2 separate regions of the Danio rerio genome follow, and region 2 is linked to region 1. Evidence: chromatin contacts called from public Micro-C data. All regions are on one chromosome and are shown on one strand. Each heading gives the region's core, a stretch centred on a gene start, on an enhancer-like site or on the middle of the called end of the contact. The rest is flanking DNA. Distances are from core to core; before and after follow the strand shown. Region 1 holds the start of si:dkey-16j16.4. Region 2 overlaps babam2 (BRISC and BRCA1 A complex member 2).

What was found. A called contact is a pair of places that touch in the nucleus more often than the background predicts.
Region 2: a contact with region 1 is called in a Micro-C map of caudal fin, with 3 times the contacts expected there. The contact joins the enhancer-like site here to the promoter of si:dkey-16j16.4 in region 1. A contact is called at or near these places in 2 of 18 Hi-C or Micro-C datasets (caudal fin and an unstated tissue).

The regions. Positions count from the first base shown.
Region 1 is chr17:44,263,243-44,268,088 of GRCz12tu, forward strand. si:dkey-16j16.4 reads right to left here and starts at 2,667. Exons shown (of 5, transcript XM_002665221.7): 1 at 2,069-2,667. The coding sequence starts at 2,137.
Region 2 is chr17:44,450,659-44,455,588 of GRCz12tu, forward strand. All of the region lies in intron 4 of babam2 (BRISC and BRCA1 A complex member 2), which reads left to right. Among named protein-coding and RNA genes, the nearest start is that of babam2, 61 kb to the left of the region's middle. Within about 2 kb of position 3,118, at least 18 of the 62 cell types and tissues checked have an H3K27ac peak or open chromatin away from gene starts, as enhancers often do. A contact at or near this core is called in caudal fin, where this site is marked.

The DNA.
Region 1 (4,846 bases), core at 1,417-3,916:
AAGGTGCACATTTAATTCAGCAGTGAATTGGTCAGCTGAGATTTTATGTTTTTTTGGACATAAGTTTTTAAGTTAGCACCCGGATATCCCTTTCAGGCAGCTTCCTCTTGCATTCAGTTTAGGGCTGGGTGATTTGGCCTAAAAGCTAAATCTCGATTAAGATCGATTATCTCAATCTTCACAATGTGTAGTTACATTTTTGAGAGGTGCGTGGGTATGTGACCGCTTGAAGGCTGCGCTAGACTCTCGACATGAATCAATGTAAATCATCCTTAACAGAGCGGGGTCACGTGACTTCACACACAGTCGGGAAAATAATCGATAAAACCAACTTGGTAAAATTAGATCGATTATAGGTTTTGAATGTCAATTTCAATTATTTTTCGATTATCTTGCAGCCCTAATCTAGTTACTATTATTGGATGTGGTTCATGCTTCTTGGTGGTATGCTGACATTACACTGAATTACGCATGGGATGATAACCAATTTCAAGGTATACCGCAGTTTGGAAAAGTCAAGGTTTTAAAACCGCCAACATTTTATATACCATACCTATACCATTTCTATGGTATGTGTAAAAAAAAAAAAATATTGGTAAACAGTATCGCCAGCAGAAAGAGAAAAAAAATCCAAAAGATGCTGTTTTAAATTGTAAAGAAATGTGTGTTTTTGAAACTAATGAAGAGAGCAGCCTGACATGTTTACTGCTCCAACAGCATAATTTTCATGTAAACGGTCCATGTAAAGCTATAGCCACAGTACAAACAACAAATCCATCTGAAAAAAAACGTTTAACAGAATTAACATTGATTAACTACTTAGCAAAATGGTTTAATTTTCTTCCTCACATCATTACAATGACATTTGTTAAAAAGTTCTCCATGTTTTTATGTTTTTATGCATAATTTTATGTTATGTATAAATGTTATATTTTAGCTTTTAAAACATTGAGACACTCTCATTGTCTTTAACATTGTTTATGTAACATTGCATTTGTGAGATATATGTGCTAATAAAAAGAACTGTATAAAACAAGAGTTTGCTTTTACCCAGACAATTAAAAATAATATATTTTAGAGCGAAAAATCACAATACCGTAAAACCATGAAACCGTGATATTTTTATCCAAGGTTAACATACCGTCAGAATCTTATACCGGCCCATGCCTACACTGAATACTGTGGCTCACATCACAAAGACTTGCTTACTTCATCACAAATGTGCCAGCGAGACACACACCACAAATTTGTCTCCTTTGAACTCATAAGTCACCCATATTGTTGTGTGCATTGAAATATTTTAAGCAAGACTGTTCTATTGCTAATTAAACCTTCACACTATGCTCTTACTGGTGGAATGTGCAATCAATGTGCCACCAGACTGGTTTAGCCATTTAGTCATGAGCCTTTCAACACTAGTTTCGTTTTCCAAGCCCTGTGTGTGTAATTATATATATATATATATATATATATATGTATATATATATATATTATTTTTAAATGTAGTTTATTGTTTTTCAATAGTCTCTGAAGCAAGTCTTTCATGTTTGTTAACTCCCAGTTTCACAAGAAATGTATGTGTGATGATAGCTTGGGTAAATATGCCTAGCAGTGTAAATAAGTGGGTAAGTTTTAAACTAGTCAGTCTCTAGTGCTTGTAACAAATCCACCTTGAGCTATAGACAAACAAATAGTAGAACAATGGTACATGAATGTGATAAATAGGAAGACTATGCAATGTGCCACAATACAGCAGCTTTGTGGAAACACTTCATTTTATAATGTTTATACAGTACTATAAACTGTTTATTACATGTTGTTTGTTTGTTCAACAAAAGTTATCATTTAATTAGTATTATATTGCGCTTATTAATGTAAAAGCAGAAAAACATTGACATTGTATTTTAAAAATGTGGCCAGATTTGTAACTATACCAAGTAAAAAATATTAATTTACACTACAGGAATCTTGGCCTAGAAAGGCATATTATTGTGACTACAGTGAATTCACATGCATAGTTTTTTTTATAACATAGTAAATTGTTTTATATAATTATTTTCTGGCTTACCTTTAGTTGAAAAGGGTGGATCTCATTTAGTGAGTGTCTTCTGAGTTTTTTAGTGAGGGTCTTCAGCATTCTGCCTGTCCTTGATTGCTCTCAGTTTAAGATCACTTCAAGAAATTAAAGATTCATCTCTGAGACACATGCCCTGAGTTGATCAGCTCTTTCTAAGAACAGTCAATAATGATGTGTGTATTCAGAGATGTTCAGCTCCATGCAAACAAACTCGTGCTGGAACCCAAATAAACAAATATCATGAGTTCATCAGCGCCAAAACAACACCAGACATCCGTGCGGGACCGCTTCGGGTTTTAAAGTTCAAGTTTAAAGAAAATCTCGTCGATTGGTCTGAAAATCCATTTCTCTGACGAAGGTAAACTAATTAGAAATGACTATTTAAGTCCTGTGTCGTGTTGAGTTGTCCAGCGGCAGTGACATCACTCATCAAACACGCTGTTATATTCCATTGATGTGTAAAGTCAATCTTAATCGACACACGAAAGATGAAATGTGTATAACTAAAATAAAAAGTCTCTATAGAATTTCAAACGCACTCACTCACTCACACACACGCGCGCGCACACACACACATACGCATCCGCACTACACACACTACTCTCTCTATCTTATGCTCGTCGTGCTTTTTCATTGGTTGCTTAAACCACTGATGTCATTGCGTTCTAGAATGAGGCGGGCCTGTAATATCTTAAAGGGGTAAGAAAAGCTTTTTAATAACTCATGTTTTTGGGCACACGAAGAGCACTTTCATGGATGCAGTTGTGCTTACAGGCTCATTTTAATGCCTTCCATGCCAAACTCGGTCCTGGATTGCCGGTGTCCTGAAGATTTTAGCTCAAACTTGCCTCAACACACCTGCAAGGATGTTTCTAGAAAGCCTTGTAAGAGCTTGAACCAGTCCATGTGTGTCTAAATGGGATTGGAACTAAACTTTACTGGACACCGGCCCTTCAAGACCGAGATTGAACACCCTTGTACTACAGTATTATTCTTTTTTAGTTCTTTTGATTGTATTGTAGTTTGCAAGAGTAATTTTCTTTATATGATGCTATTTAAATATGTCAACCGGCCAGAAACACTTCTGAAGTAACATGTATTTTGGTGTGGTGTTATGAGACTTGACAAAAATTTCTTTATGTTTATGTTTATATATTAGCATATGGGCCGGTATAAGTTTCTGGTGGTACGATAACCTTGGATAAAAATATCACGGTATCACTATTGTGATTATTGCTCTAAAATACTTTATTTTTAAATGTTTGAGTAAAACACAACATCAACAACTTGAACACAATATATTTTATCTTAGAAAAGATTTAAAATATTTTGGAACAATAAACATGTCAAATAAATCATTGATTTCTGCTATCTTCGTTAGTTTCAAAACCACAGATTGCACCTTAAAAAAATTGATTAAAAAGCCATGGTAAACCTTGTAACCGGTTATCGTCCCATGTCTATATATAGTCGATAAATAACATACCACAAAACGAATTAAGTTAATTAAGGGATAATATTCACACACACACACACACACACACACACACGCATGAATGCACACACACTGTTTACAGTACTGACATCTTGAGCAAGTTCAAGTCGCTTAACCTTCTTGTTTTTTTTTGACAGCTGCCCTAAGCCCACCTAAACACACATACAGTACAGTATATACTTTTTATTTATTGTTTATATTACTACAAATGTATTTTAAATAAAAAAAACTATCTAAACTTACCTTTGCTGATTAAGTTCTAATAAGGAACGCACACTGGCAGTTGTTTATAGACCCAGACTATTTTGATAGCAATAAAGTAAAGATAAATTAAGTATTTTTATTTGTTTTTTTTACTGTTTGTAGTCATTTTGTCTTTAAAATGGCTGTAATTTTGTCATGGTTCTGAAAATGCAAGCAAACAAATAAATAAATATAGTAGTTAATAACTAATGACCCCTCCGCTCAACACTTCGTCATAGTTACTTTTTATTATAGCATACCTACATGTATTAATTTTGTACATATAAAACTTTGCTGAATTAAATGTCAAGACAGATCACTAATAAAAACATAATATACCATACAATGCAACTAATAACATAGTGTTGGGGGAAAAATGTGAAAGAATAGGGTGACGTGGTGGCTCTGTGTTTAGCACTGCCACCTCACAGCAAGAAGGTCGTTGGTCCCAGACTCCCAGCTGAGTCCGTTGGCATTTCTGTGTGGAGTTTGTATGTTCTCCCCGTGTTTGCGTGTGTTTTCTCCAGTCCATAGACATGACCTATAGGTGAATTGAATAAACTAAACTGGCTGTAGTGTATGAGTATGTATGGATGTTTTCCAGTATTGGGTTGGAAGGGCATTCAATGCATAAAAAATATGCTGGATAAGTTGGCGATTCATTCTACTGTGGCGACCCCAGATTAATAAAGGGACTAAACTGAAGGAAAATTAATGAATGAATGAATGAATAAATGTTTCTTGATGGAGCCGATGGGCGTTGCTTGGCCTATAGCCAAGGCCTATAGGCCATAGGCCTATAACAGAAAACAATTAGATTTGTCTGTGCAACTAAAGTTCTATAGCAATAACGAAAATAAGTAAGTAAAGTAAGTTTTAGTTGAAAATAGGTCTACGGACTATGATCATGTGGCTTCTGCTTTAAAGTACCCCTGCTGAAAAATCCAGCTTAAACCAGCCTAGGCTGGTTGGCCGGTTTTAGCTGGTCGACCAGGCTGGTTTTAGAGGGGTTTTGGCCACTTCCAGGCTGG
Region 2 (4,930 bases), core at 1,868-4,367, 190 kb after region 1:
TATTATATTATATTATATTATATTATATTATATTATACATTTTATGAGTTATAATAAACAATAAAACAGTTGATGATCTAATGTGGTGGATGAAAAATATGGATGGATTTAGTCATTCAAGACCCAATTTTGTATATATTTCGGGCGTCTGGGCTAGTTATATTTATTGATAGTTTGATTGAGTGAGTGAGTAAGTGAGTAAAGATTTGTATTAATGTGAAGAGAACATTCTGGACAGCCAAGTCCCTTTGAACACATGACAAAATCAATTTACTGTGATCTTAAACTTGGCACTATTTAGATTCTCATGAAGAAAACTGAACACTTGCCCAGACTCAAATTAGACGCTAGCTCAGATTAATTTAATACCCAAAATATTTTTTTCCTCTGTATCATTTGCTGCTCAAGTTTGTTGCTGTTTATTGGGGCTGATTGCCAGTGGCTCTAAAATTATAGTAAGGTGCTTAAATATTAGCGGCACCCCAATTTTTTATCTCTGAATTTCAGATGACAGCTTCAAAATTGACGTCTTTCATCAACAAACAAGACAGATTTAGTTTGGAGACAGAAATAAGTAATAAATAGCTCAGCCTCAAGACTTTGTTATGGTGCTCCATTTTTGCACATTTATTTTCTTTTTTGTCCTCATTTTTATTTGCAAACTTTATTTACCGTATTTGCTATGCGCTAGTGGTTCTCAAGGAGGAGATGCTAAGGTATCTTTTTAGCAGTGGTGGGAATAACCGCACTTTAAATAATGGCATTACTTTTTTCAGTAACGAGTACTCAATTGAATTACTGTTTCCATGTTACTACGCCATTGCCGTTACTGACAATAAAATGTGTGTTACTATCATTAAGAACACTAAAGTAGTTTAAATGCTAGCTGTGTCTCTAATAGCCATAGGATCTCTCTTTCTTTGGGGTGTGTGTGTTCAGGGATGGGGCATGACACATAACCAATCAGCTAGGGCTGCACAATTAATCGTATTATTATCACAATAACGATATTTGTGGCCAACAATCAATAATTAAATATGGTCATAATTTTTACAGTATAAAGACCAAGCCGTTATTTTAATGGGTGGAGTTTACGGATTATATGTGCTAATGTGTTTTAACAGATTTAGGGTGTTTTACTGTACTTTACATTTGTCTGTACATTTTTGAATAGTATATATTTAATAGGGAATAATCATAATTTATGTCAGTCTAGTTTAATGCAGAAGCTGGTCTTTTGCGATCTTCCTGTTGACCTTTTTTAATCTGTCTTTGTTTAAAAAAAAATTATAATAAAACTATATATAATATAGTTCTAGTTTTATATATAATTAAATTTAAATAAAATATATATTTTATAAAATGCTGATAATAGAAAATATTAGAATATATATAATATATTATGATATAATATAATATAATATAATATAATATAATATAATATAATATAATATAATATAATATACTACATATAATATACTAAATATAATGTAATATAATATAATATAATATAATATAATATAATATAATATAATATAATATAATATAATATAATATAATATAATATTTGTCAATAAATAAAGGTTTAAATGAGCATTTTATACAAACATTTTAGAGCAAATGTCAGAGAGATGGGCCTCCAAAAATTGATCGTAGAAAGAAGTGGATCCCAAAGTAAGGTTGAGAACCACTGGTTTAAAACACACTCAAATCCCTCATAAAATGATTTTGAATTGTTGGACAATTACAGTATTAGTCATAGAATTGTCTTAAAGATCTAGGACAATAACTTGCTCGACAATAATATCTAGCACACTGTAAATAAAATGTCTTGTGTTCAAAAGGAGACGGAAATGCAAAGAGGTTTGGAACAAAAGTTGAAAAATGATGGCAAAATTTACATTTTGGGGGAATTGTCCCTTAATACATAAAGCTTTTACATAAAAACCCTCAAATAAATCTTGCAGTTTTTCTATCTGTTATTTAAATTCACTTATTTAAATGCTTTTCATTGTCTCATTGTTGGATTTAATACCACAAGGCAAGGTTATTTAAGTAAATGAAAACTAAAATTCAGACTATTATTTAAAAAAATATATTTTAGTTAACTAAAATAAAATAAAAATGTACAATAAATGAAAAACTAAAACTAAGAACAATTCAGAAAAATAAGAATCATTTTAAGAATTAATAAGCACTCATTCTGTGGTGGAAAGTCTGACCCATGACCGTTTATGAAAGTGTCTGTAGATGTGCTTTTCAGTCAAGCTCATGACTACATATACATTATATATACAGAAACATATTTTCCATATAAACATAAAACAAGTTTTGTGAAAAATGTAAACTGGGCATGTTTACCTAAATACTTTATTAATTAATATTAATGATAATATTAATTAATAATATTAAATAATAGTTAATAGTTCACCCATATACATAATCATTCACCCAAAAATAGAAATTCTGTCATCAACTCATGTGGTTTTGAGTTTCTGAACTAATTTTGTTTAGTTAAATAAAAACTAAATTAAAACTAAGTAATAATACTAACAAAACTAATTTAAACTAAGCAGGAAATCACAGCGGGTTTAAAACTATTGCTGAATTATAATAACCTTTCCATGAGGTCAGTTTTCATGTACCTTGCGTAAAGATGAGATATTACAAATTTCTTGTGTATGATTAAAAGAATGCTTTGTCTTGTCATTGCGTAGGACTTGATTTCCAGGCAGACAGGACTCGGGAGTGACTCAGAAAGTGTGTCAATATTGCATCACTGTTACCTGCATTGGACTTTTGTTTTATTATCCGCCATTTTGTGACCAACTTGATTGTACATTGTCTGGAAAAGTGCAAAGTGACAAAGACTCTTCAGAGTCTCTGTGTAAATCCAAACACATTTCCTCTGACACAGCATATTCTTCTTCTTTTTCCTAACTCTCCTCAGGCTGTTCATTGCTTCATCCTAAAACAAACCTAAACAATATCCAACTTGTTTTCCATCGCCCACTCATTACGGGAATGCTGTTGTTTCTGGTAACCGTAGACAGCCCAGGACGATGAGGTCATTGCTGTGTAAGCGTCCTGCCCCTGCCACAGCTTCCTCTGCCGGCAGAAAGGATGAGCCCTTCCCTCTCTCCAACACAATGACATCTTTCTCCTTGCCTAGATTGATCTACAGAAAGACGTACAGATGAGTGGACTAGACAGACAGAGGTCAGACTGGTAGACAAGACCTCGTTTTCATCTTTTCTAAGCATTCCAAGTTCTGCTCCTGCTTTTTCCATTGACGTGGCATCCAAATAGCTGTGACTTTTGGCCCTTCTGGTATCGCAACAGATAGATCTTAAAATAGAGCAATGACTGATAAGAGGCTAATGGAGACTGCTTATGTGTGTGAAACACTGCGGTTATGTCATCATCAGCTGGCTCATACCATTTCTGGCAGGAATTTAGCTGCTAAATGCCTCAGATGTTTGTTTTCTGGGTCATTTTTTTCAACTGAGTATTTGCAAAAAGCATTCGAATGAGTGGTTGAACTGACATGATACTTTTGCAATGTCATTCAGGTTTCCTTTATAAGCAAAGGGTTGTTGGATTTTGGAAACAGATTGTTGTATCATGCCTCCAGTCTTGTAGATGTTTTCCCAATCTTCAGACCTTCGAAGATGCTAGGCCTGTCACAATATTTCTTTTTTGTTGTACAATATATTGCATCAAAATGTATTGCGATAAACAATATTATTGACTTTTTAAGACTATTTTTATGCCACTCTTTATACAGTTTAATGCCAGAATCACAAAGCAAGTACTCTTTTAAAGAATATAAAATATTTGAATCTTAAGATTTGTTTAATTTAATTATAGTCATTTTAACAATTTAACAGTTAGGCATTAGAGTTGTAGCAAATGTTAGGCAAATGGGTAAAAGTGCAAGGTAAATAGTAAGAGAGGCTGCGATATCTGCTGCCATGATCTATTTTCAGTTGTCAGACACTCACATAAAAATATACTTTAGTCATTTATAGTAAATACTGATGTGTTTTTTAGCCATATTGACACCTTTAGTAGGGATGAAGACAGGCCCGGATTGGCTAATCGGGAGGATCGGGAGAATTCCCGGTGGGCCGGTCCGTTTTTTGGCCACGAGGGCCGGTGTCCCTAGCTCCACAATCTATTACTCTCAGCAGTCACACTTTTTAAATATAATTTATTTATTTACTTGACCACAGCCTTCTAATTTATTTTTTTTTACCGCAGCTCTGCTCTTTTTACCTATTTTCTCGTAGCCCCGTGAGCAAGATGCAGCCTGCAGGTTAATGATGATATAACTAGATGAGCCACCCTCTATTGAATAGCTGTTGTGGTACAGTGGTTAGCACGTTAGGTTACGACGCGGCCAACCAGAGTGCGGTCCCCGTCTACGAAGATTTTTTTTTTCATTTTTATTGTTAAGACATATAATACTGTAAGGGTTGTTGAACATCTGTAGTTCTAAAACAGCTGTTTTCTCAAAAAAAAAAAAAAAGACCTGATAGTGTAATTAGAAACTGAATTGGAAATGACCTTATTTTAAGAAGTGTCAGTGGTGAACTGAGGTGGGCCGGTCTAAGGCTTGAAACTCCAGGGCTAAAAAAGAGTCCCACTCCGGCCCTGGATGAAGATGTAGTAAAGCTATAAGCTAAAATGTTGCTAGAATTGTTTTTGGTAACACTTCATAATAACTACACGCTATGAATCATTTATTAAGCATTGGCATTAATGATATTATTCTTTGTTAAGAATTAAAACGCTAGTAAGCCGTTCATAACTGCAGCTACAAATGCTCTATTCTTGACTTAAAACAACATCTGAATGTGCTTAATAATTGTACTTTCATACTTTGTTAATGATTTATTTTTCATTACTAAATTAAGTATTGTTTTTT